Regions from separate parts of the Zea mays genome. Here region 1 is linked to region 2. A link is a contact called in public Hi-C data. All regions are on one chromosome and are shown on one strand. The core of a region is the stretch at or near the end of the contact, and the rest is flanking DNA. Distances in the headings are between cores, read along the strand shown. Region 1 holds the start of LOC100280829. Region 2 holds the start of LOC103652245 (pectin acetylesterase 5).

Evidence for each region. Hi-C and Micro-C count contacts between places; a contact is called where the count stands out from the background.
Region 1: a Hi-C map of endosperm shows a contact between it and region 2, with 6 times the contacts expected there. The contact joins the promoter of LOC100280829 here to the promoter of LOC103652245 in region 2. A contact is called at or near these places in 3 of 25 Hi-C or Micro-C datasets (ear, endosperm and tassel).

What each region holds. Positions count from the first base shown.
Region 1 is chr3:146,341,928-146,346,549 of Zm-B73-REFERENCE-NAM-5.0, reverse strand. LOC100280829 reads left to right here and starts at 3,352. Exons shown (of 3, transcript NM_001153749.1): 1 at 3,352-3,893; 2 at 4,405-4,621. The coding sequence starts at 3,570.
Region 2 is chr3:145,826,633-145,830,953 of Zm-B73-REFERENCE-NAM-5.0, reverse strand. It overlaps LOC103652245 (pectin acetylesterase 5), which reads right to left and starts at 2,900. Exons shown (of 11, transcript NM_001414178.1): 1 at 2,472-2,900; 2 at 2,194-2,406; 3 at 1,865-1,944; 4 at 1,667-1,756; 5 at 792-916. The coding sequence starts at 2,700. LOC109944848 (E3 ubiquitin-protein ligase RHA2A) reads left to right here. Exons shown (of 2, transcript XM_023301996.2): 2 at 1-659. The coding sequence ends at 265.

The sequences.
Region 1 (4,622 bases), core at 2,103-4,602, 520 kb before region 2:
TCGGTCGGAGGTTTTAGGTCGGACGTGCACTCGTAGACGAAGCGTGTAAAGCCCTATATTTTGAGCAGCCCAAGTTTGAGAAAGAGGGCCACTTGAATGAGAGCTTGGCCCATTCTGAATAAGAATCGTAGGTGATTGAGCCAATTCAAACCGAGTAAAATTTGAAAAGGGCGAAAATTTCGAATCAGACTGAAGCAAAGGAAGAATCGTTGCCTTCCTCGACGATCCTCGCGACTGCAAGTCCTATCAATGACGTCGCCAATTGTGAGACACGGCGAGATCCGTGGTTTAGGAAGCAGACCACACCACGGCTTCATAGCCAATGGTGAAGAAAAACCATATGCAGCTAGCTTCTTTACATCTGAATGAGAAGTTGATAGCTAAGACTTGCGACAGATCTCCCATTCGGCCTCAGAGTAACCGGCCGCTAGGAAGGACGCTCGAAGATCCTTCCAGCAAATGGAAGATGAATACATCCGCAGCGTCACGCTCCGCCTACGAAGCCTTGCAAAATAATCCTCACCTTTCTTGGCCAAAAAAATGCTCCTTTGCTATTTGTTCTTCTCTGCGGATTGCAACCTGCCTCAATCGAGTGCTACGATGGGCCTCCGCCCACCGGAAGCGATGACGTACCTGGACGCCTCCATGCTTTTCGTCTTCGCTCGAGAGCGATCCAGCCGACGCGTCGATGGAGGTTGCATCGATGGCGGACTGGTCCCCTTCACCGCGCCCACGGACGACCAGCACCATCGTTTCCACGACGCGAACAACAGACACCCTTGTTGCCTTGTTGGTTTCTGCGGTGTTATTTCACAATTCACATGTTTTTTAGTGTCTAGCAAAATGACAAAGATGCTATTCGGCCTATACAACGAGATAGGCCCTACGACTATAGAAGTCCAAATGGACGGGCCGTGCCGACCTGGCCCGAGCACGGCTAGGCCCGACACGGATTAGGATCGTGTCGGCCCAGCCCGGATTATCTAGTGGGTCGTGCCGTACCGGCTCATGGGCCCTGAGCGAGGCCCAAGCATGGCTCGATAGGATAAAATCGTACCGGGTCGGCCCACGGCCCGACGGGCCTAACGGGTCCATAACAATATATGACGTTTAAATGATAAAAATATACTAAAAATATGTATTTTAAGGGTTTAAACCATATTTATTAGCTCTAAACATTTATTTACACCCACATAACCAACAAAAACACATGTTTCTTGTGTTTTATACTCTATATTCAAGTATAATATATGTATTTATATGAAAAAAATAGAAAAAAATAAAATTGGGCCGTGCCGGGTCTAGTCCGTCGTGCCATGCCTTCGGCCCAGGCACGGCTCGGTGACCGGACCTGCACGTGCCCAGTTCACTATGTGCCGTGCCGGGCCAAACTCGTGCAGGGTTTCGGGCCGCCCGACAAACCTAGTCCGTTTGGACATCTATACCTACGACCATGTATTTGTAGATAGATCTTAGAGCAACTTCAATAGTTCTCTATAAAAAAGCTTGCTAAAATCATATTTAGCAAGTTAATAAATAGCTATCGGAAGTACAAAATAACTTAGTATGCAATAGTTGCTCATATTTAGGGAGTAGTTCGATTTTAAATCTAGCTTTGGCAGTCCTACCCCTATCAAATCTGGCTGACGGCAAGGTTGAGAACAGAGGATGTCGAGGGCGGAAGAGAAAATGTCGGTCGACATGACCTATGAGGAGTGGTGGTCCGATGGCGCAACCTATGGGACAGTAGGGTCTGACGGTGAAGGAGAAACTTGTGTCACACTCATTTGATCTATCTACCTCATTGTGCTAGAAAGTGGAAAAAAGAGTGTGCTATACCTGGCTACCTCATTGTGTGGGAAAGAGAAAAAATAATCACGCCACTGTGAAAAAATTGACGTCAACATCATTTAGGGAGTTACTATCGAGTTGCTAAATGTGGAGAGTAAATAGAGTTGGATAGCAACTAACTAAATTTAGTAAATCTATTTAGAGAACCATTGGAGAAGCAATTTTCTGCTTACTTCTTATATTTAAGATTTAGAGAATTGTTTAGAGAACCATCGGAGTTGCTCTTAGATACTTAGAATTGTTTATGGAGTCTTTATCATTTTCAAGTTTATGGACTATAAAATATTTATTTCATTATTTCCAAATGGAACGTAGATGTTCACCCATGAGTTTGTGCTTCTCATCTCTTTAGCGTATCGTCGGCCCTTTTATAAGGATTTCCTAAGGTGAGTGTCATGTCATCCTGATATAGTCTCTAGTAGATTGTATTAGGGAAACATGGTGTATCACTTTACCCTAGTAGACATCTAAATGACATTGTATCATTTTCAACAAGTTCCCTATGCTTATACCCATTTTAGATGCGATATGAGAGTGTAACTATATATGGATGACCATCTTCTTAAACACGTATTTGGATACACGATAATATTTAGGTCTATTCTTTCGTCTGATTGTACTTTACGTGTATTTAGATCCTCATTTTATGTATATCTTTGTTACAGTTAGCCTTAATTAATTAAAGAGACAGTACTATGATTATGTTTGGTTCAACTTTTTTCTGACGAGCTTCTTTGAGAATCTAGCTAGGAGAGAATTCTCGCTGTGGAGATAAACTTAGTATCGTAAGAATTACATGCAGGGGAAGATGAAAGAGTCTATGGAGTTTAGGTATATAGAACGTGACAGATTTCTCATATCGTGATAGTCGATTATGTGTTCACGTTAATTTAGATGATTTTCGCTAAAGTGATTCTCATAAAAACGAGTTATAAAGTTAGACGTTTGAGAGTCTACACACCTTATAGTGGCTAAAATTTAGATTTAAACCGAAACAAAGGGACATCAAAGGTGTCTTGAGCCGCAAGAAAGAAAACGAGTGCACATGGGGATAGCAAGCCCTGGCTAGAACTAGAAGCAGCGAGAAGGAAACGCAAGGCATACAGATATGATTACCGAATGGAAGAGATTTATTTATTTATTTTTAGGAAAACATAAATTTTAATAATAGTAATAACACATGTAAACCAAAAAAATATGGGTGTGATAAAATGTTAGTCCGTAGATAAAAATTAGCTTAGCGCAAACAACTTTAGAATATTAGTATTATAATAAGTAAATAAACAAATAAAAGAAAATCGAACGAAGCACATGCCGATTGGAAACGGAATGGCTTAGGATCTCTGGAATGCAAGAATTTTACAGAAATAGTGTAGAAATTTCACAGAAATTAGTTTAAAAGTAAAAACGTAGGATTTAGAAAAATATCCTTTGTTCTAAAGAGAGCCTTAACTTTTTGTGGGTTGGTGAGTTGGGCAGACCGCGTTGCGTTGGACTTTTCTCACCTTCCAACTAACCTGTTTCAATTTGTATTGGGAGCCTTGCCGTGCCGGAATATTCCCCTCCGGCAGCCTCCCTGGCTTCCTCCCCGCGCCGCCCCGCCAACCAAACCCAACGGTGGCACCACCTCTTCCTTCCTCCTCCTTTCCTTCCGCGACAGGAGACCCCCTCGCCCCCGAATTAATTGCAGCTGAAGGAACCCAAGGCGGCATCCATCGATGATGATGCTCACCAAGGAGTTCGCCCTATCGCCGCCGCCAGGTGTCGTGCCGCGCCGGAGGCCGTCGGCGAGGGTCGCACCCACCGCCGCTCGAGGGGGTTCGCCGGTGCCCGACCTATGGCTGCGGACCGCCGCCCCCGTCCCCGCTTCCGCCGCCGCCGGCTTCGCCAGCAGCCACAGCCACGACGGCGACTGCGACCTGGCCATGCTCGTCACCGACTTCCTCGAGAACGGGGCCACCGCCGGTTCCGGAGACTCCCGCAATAGCAGCGACAGTGAATCCGGTCTCCCTGACCTCGCCCACCTCGCGGACACGATCTCGGTACGCCTCACGCCCCTCTTCCCCTACCTGGCTCGTGCTTTCCTTCCATTTCCATTAGCTAGCTTTGCCATGCAAATATGCAATCATGCTTACGGAGTTTCTGTTGATGATTTGATTTGCTTTGACCCTAAACAACCGAACCAATGCCCCCGTGGCTTTGTATGATGTTTGAGATTGATTGCGCACCCAGTCGACATTACTGCTTTATTTACTAGACTAGATGGATACACTACTCTCGTGTAGATCATCACGCTTCAAATTAATTTCTGTTTCTAGTTTTTCACACCACGTGCTGTCATCATCATCATCATCATACATGACACCAAAATTCACCTGTATCCTTACCATAGTGTCTTTCTCGGTCTGTTCAAAACATTGTTCTCCTGCCATCACCTAATGTTTGTGACTTTCATTGCATCGTGCCCTTCTAATATGTCCTTTCAGCCTTACAATTTGCCTCTACATTTGTATGCCTCAACTTACACTACCTGGCCCCTGCACCCTGATTTAGATGTTGAAGCAGGGTGGAGACGAGAAAGAAAACGAGCTGCTCGCCATGGTCCACTCGCTACTCCTCTCTATCCATGAGCCGCAGCTTCAGCCTTTCAAAACAGGCCAATGTGGAGGCAGCTGCATCCGCCATTTGCTTGTCAAGCTCTTGAGATACTCGGGAAACGACGCAGCAGTTTGCACATCCAAATGGCAGGGGTTTGACAAGATACCTGGAGG
Region 2 (4,321 bases), core at 1,651-4,150:
CGAGGGCTGCTGTGTCTGCCTGGGCGACTTCCACACCGCCGCCGAGGTGCGCTGTGCCCGGGGCTGCCGCCACATCTTCCACCGCGCCTGCCTCGACCGCTAGGCCACGCACGGCCACCGCACCTGCCCGCTCTACCGGACGCCGCTCCTCCTCCTCCCGCCGCTGCCCGGCTGCCCCTGCCCCTGTCCCTCCTCTGCCAGCGTTGGACGCTGCTCCTCAGTTGAATTGACGAAACTAAAGAACAGGCTTGTACTCGGCCAATAACAAACTTGCCAAATATCAATTCTCAACCAAGTCTAAAAACCAACCAAAAAACAATATTTTAGTGATAAATCAGATAGTATTAGAAAATATTAATATTAATTACGCCATAATGGTGTTAGAAAATACACGAATGTTGATAGATCATTCCAAATTCAACCAGGACAGGGAATCTTCTGTTCATAGAACTTGATTTATGCATCCTCAAGTAAAAAGGCAATAGTGGTGACAAAGAGCTAATTTGAACATAAGAAGTACAAAAACCACAGGTGTTAGCGTAAAAGAAAAAAAATACTAAAACTCATTTTGTACTCCCTCCGAATTTTTTATTTGATGTTTCTTAGTATGAAATTGTACTATCCAGTGTCAAATAAAAAAATGGAGGTAGTATCAATTACAATCTACAATTAACTTATGTCATAATTCTACTTGTTTTCAGCAAAGAAGCCAAAAGACAAGTCAATCTCAAGTGACACGGAGCAAATGAAATTATTTATGGAGCAAAAACACTAAAAAATACGTAGCATACACATCAAGAAAGAATCCACCATCCGCGAGGCACTTGACAGTAGGTGTGTTTGGTAGAAGTGCCCGGAAATCATCACAATGAATGTATGTAGAAAGGCCACCAGCCGAGCATCCAGTCAAAAAAGCCTACAAGTAGGGATATATTAGCAGTGCAATAATATCAGGATGGTCCAATTCACAGTCAAGTACATTGCCCACATGAGTGGCCACCAATGACATAATAACAATCTATTTGTCTAGCAATTTGTTTTTCTAACTTTCTAGGGCATAGGTTTTTCCGTCCTCTACAATTAGTTAAAGAATCAATGTGAATACCACAGGATAAGAGAATAAAATGTGATAGGGAGTCCCTTTGCCACAAGGCATAAAATAACTTTGGATCATAGTTTTTAAAGCGGTAAGGCAAGACAAGGCATTGGACCACCGCCTGGATGCCTAGGCGGCGCCTAGGCGACACCTAGGCGAGGTAGGCGGGCAAGGCGCCTAGGCGTTAGACCTCCGCCTGGACGTCTAGGCGATGCCTTAAGAACAGTGCTTTGGATTACTCCTATGATAAGTAGCCCAATGAAAGAGTAAAATGTCATGTGGTTGCTGATTCATCCTAGGCCCCAAACATCTTATGCCTCCAAAAGATGCCATGTAGAGACCCATAACTAGCTACAAAGGGAAAACCCCGTGACTAGCTGCAAAACGAAATCACTGTAACTATAGTGTAGTCTTTGTCACGTTCACTGTTTTGGACTGGGAATGAACTTTTTCCGTGTGTTCAAGCCGCATGGCAGGCCGTGGAATACATAAACATGCTAGATCAATGCACTGATGATGAATACCGAGTAGTATCGCAACAAACGCTGCTATTTTATTCGAAAGGCAAACCTGTTTCGCTCTGGCTAGCCCCTTAGACAGAAGTTCGGCCATGACTGCTTCCCAGATACGCTGGCCTCTGAAGAAGAAACCTGTATCATTCTGGGAAGGATCACATCACAGAAATATTAATCGGAATGTCTGGGAAGAAAAGAAAACACAGATCCAAATGTGAGAACGAGGAGTAAAGCGGATAGAGGGCAGGCACACCTTGACTTCTTCTTGGACATTTCCAGAGAATGATGCACCATCACAGTATCTTATTTTCACTTTGTTCCAGTTGTAAAAATCTGCGGGAAGTATAATTATTACTTATTAGAAGATGCAAGGAGTCGTGAACAGATGATTGTATTTGGTTGACGGAGCTGACTATTTTAGGATAGTATACTACTACTTATAGAAAGCAAACTTTGCCATATATTTTTGTTCAGAGGATGTGCGTGCTATGCTGTGGAGTTGAAGTGAAGTGACTGGAATCGTTAGGCACTGGTAATTAGTACTGGACAGAGGAGAGGAGAGCATTGGAGACGCATCAGTACCTGGATTTTGAGATTGATCGTCACTTAGGATGCCGACGAATTCAGCACGAGTATCCATGTGGGCAGAGGAACCGAGATTTGTTTTCTTACGGCGAGCACATGATTCGAAATTGCGGCACCAGCTTCCGCCCTCCAAGTGGAGGAGCCAGTTGTGGGATCCGTCCCCAAATCCAGGAAGGAAGTGGTAGGCAGGCGGCGTACCATCCAAGCACACTAGCCAAGCTGATGGTTCAGGATGGGGGACAAGCAGCGGGAAGCTGAAGAGGAGCGTGACTGACCTGCGCCCTTGTCGATGGCGCCGTAGACGAGGGTGATGTCGACGAGGGCCGGGAGGCGATGCCCGTAGGACGAGGACGGGGGCGGGGAGGGCGCAGGGCCTGCGGCGTAGCGGGAGAGCGTGAGCACGAGGGCGACGGCGAGGAGCGCGAGGGCGAATGTGGCGCTGCGTCGGCCGAGACGGCGCCACCAGAGGCGGAGCTGAACGTGGTGGGTGCAGAGGACCGGCATCGGTGCTGGTGGTGGATCTGAGGCTCGGCGGGCGGCTGATGCGACAGCAGCACAACACTAGCCTTTCTTCTTCTTCTCCGACGACGACGGCTCACGGTCATAGCTTATTAGTTTATTTGTTTTGTTTAAACGAGGCGAGGCGAGGTTAGAGTAGTGATAAATATAAATAAATGGCGGGCACATGGAAGAGAAGAGCGGCGGTGGTGGCGTTGGGTTGCCGACGAGAGGAGGATACCATTATTAACATTAATTAGCAGGGATCTTGCCTTGCCCCTCTTCCCGGAGTTATTTGACTTTGTAACATCCACGCGGCTTCGTCACTTTATTACTCCACAGCTGAGCTTCGCCAATTTCATATTATAGAGCACACACCCACGCCAGTCTAGGACTGTTAATCTCTCGCACTCTGTAAACATCTGTTTTCTTGCGCTTGATGAAGGGAGCACACACCTGTGTACTAATTTATCCCTAGCCGCGAAAGAGAACAGACGGGAGTAACTTAACAGACGGTGCCCGCGCTGGAGACTCGCCCGCGCCGCCGTCTGCATTCCGCGCGGCCATCTGCCACATGGTGCCCGCGCCCCCGTCTGAACAAGGATCTGGTGCCCGCGCCCCCGTCTGAACTAGGATCTGGTACCTACGCTGCCGTCTGTATCCCGCGCAGCCGTCTTGCTTCTGGTTCCCTTCACCCGGCTGCATGGAGGTACAAAGCTCCGCCTCAAGTCGTCCTTCATGGACGCATGAGCTGCTGCTACACATGAACCGCTGCGAGAAGGACCCGTCGGCGCCGCCCAAGCCGACGCACCCGGACCCGCCGCCCGAGAAGGACGACTTGAGGCGGAGCTGCTCGAAGTAGAGCACGCGCACCACCATCTAGATCGGCAGCCGGTCGTTCTGCGCCGCGTGGCTCGACGCGTCCTGCGACAGCTTCTGGCAGTCGATCAGCTGCACAGCCACTTGCACTCCAACTCCATCAGAGATGGATGCGCCTGTTTTTGTTTGGGTTTTTTTCCCTGCAGCAAAACATTTGGTCAGCCAACGAGTTCTCTTTTCTCTAGACACAAAACCGATCAAGAAATGACAAACCAAACAGCTTGTGCAAAGGATGTGCTTGGCCTGATTACAAAGGGCTTCAGGCTACCGTCAGAAATGGAATTCATTGACACTAAATCAAATATATTCTTATTCTATTTGATCAGCTAAACTTATTCTGTTTGATGCTACAAATGCCATGTTTTTTGTCAATTTTTATACAATTTAACTCCATGCATATACATTGATCTGAAAAAGTTTAACCAGACACAGATCAATGGTTGATCCGGAGCAAGGAGAGGTCCTCCACCCACCAGTCCTCCCCGCAGCGCAAGGCGGCGCAGTCGCACGTCTCCAGGTGCGCCAGGCCGGAGACCAGCTGCTCCTTGCCCGCGCTAGCGACGACGGTGTCGACGCAGCGGGCCACCAGCCCAACCTACTCCGCCACGGGGCCGTCGCACCTGCGCAGCACCTCCAGCACCCCGTCCAGGCTCCGCAACGCCACCTCGGCCAGGTACGCCTCCGCCCGGGCCACGAGGTTGTCCGCGTGGTGGTCCTCCGTCATCTTCAGGTACTCCGCCACGCACCG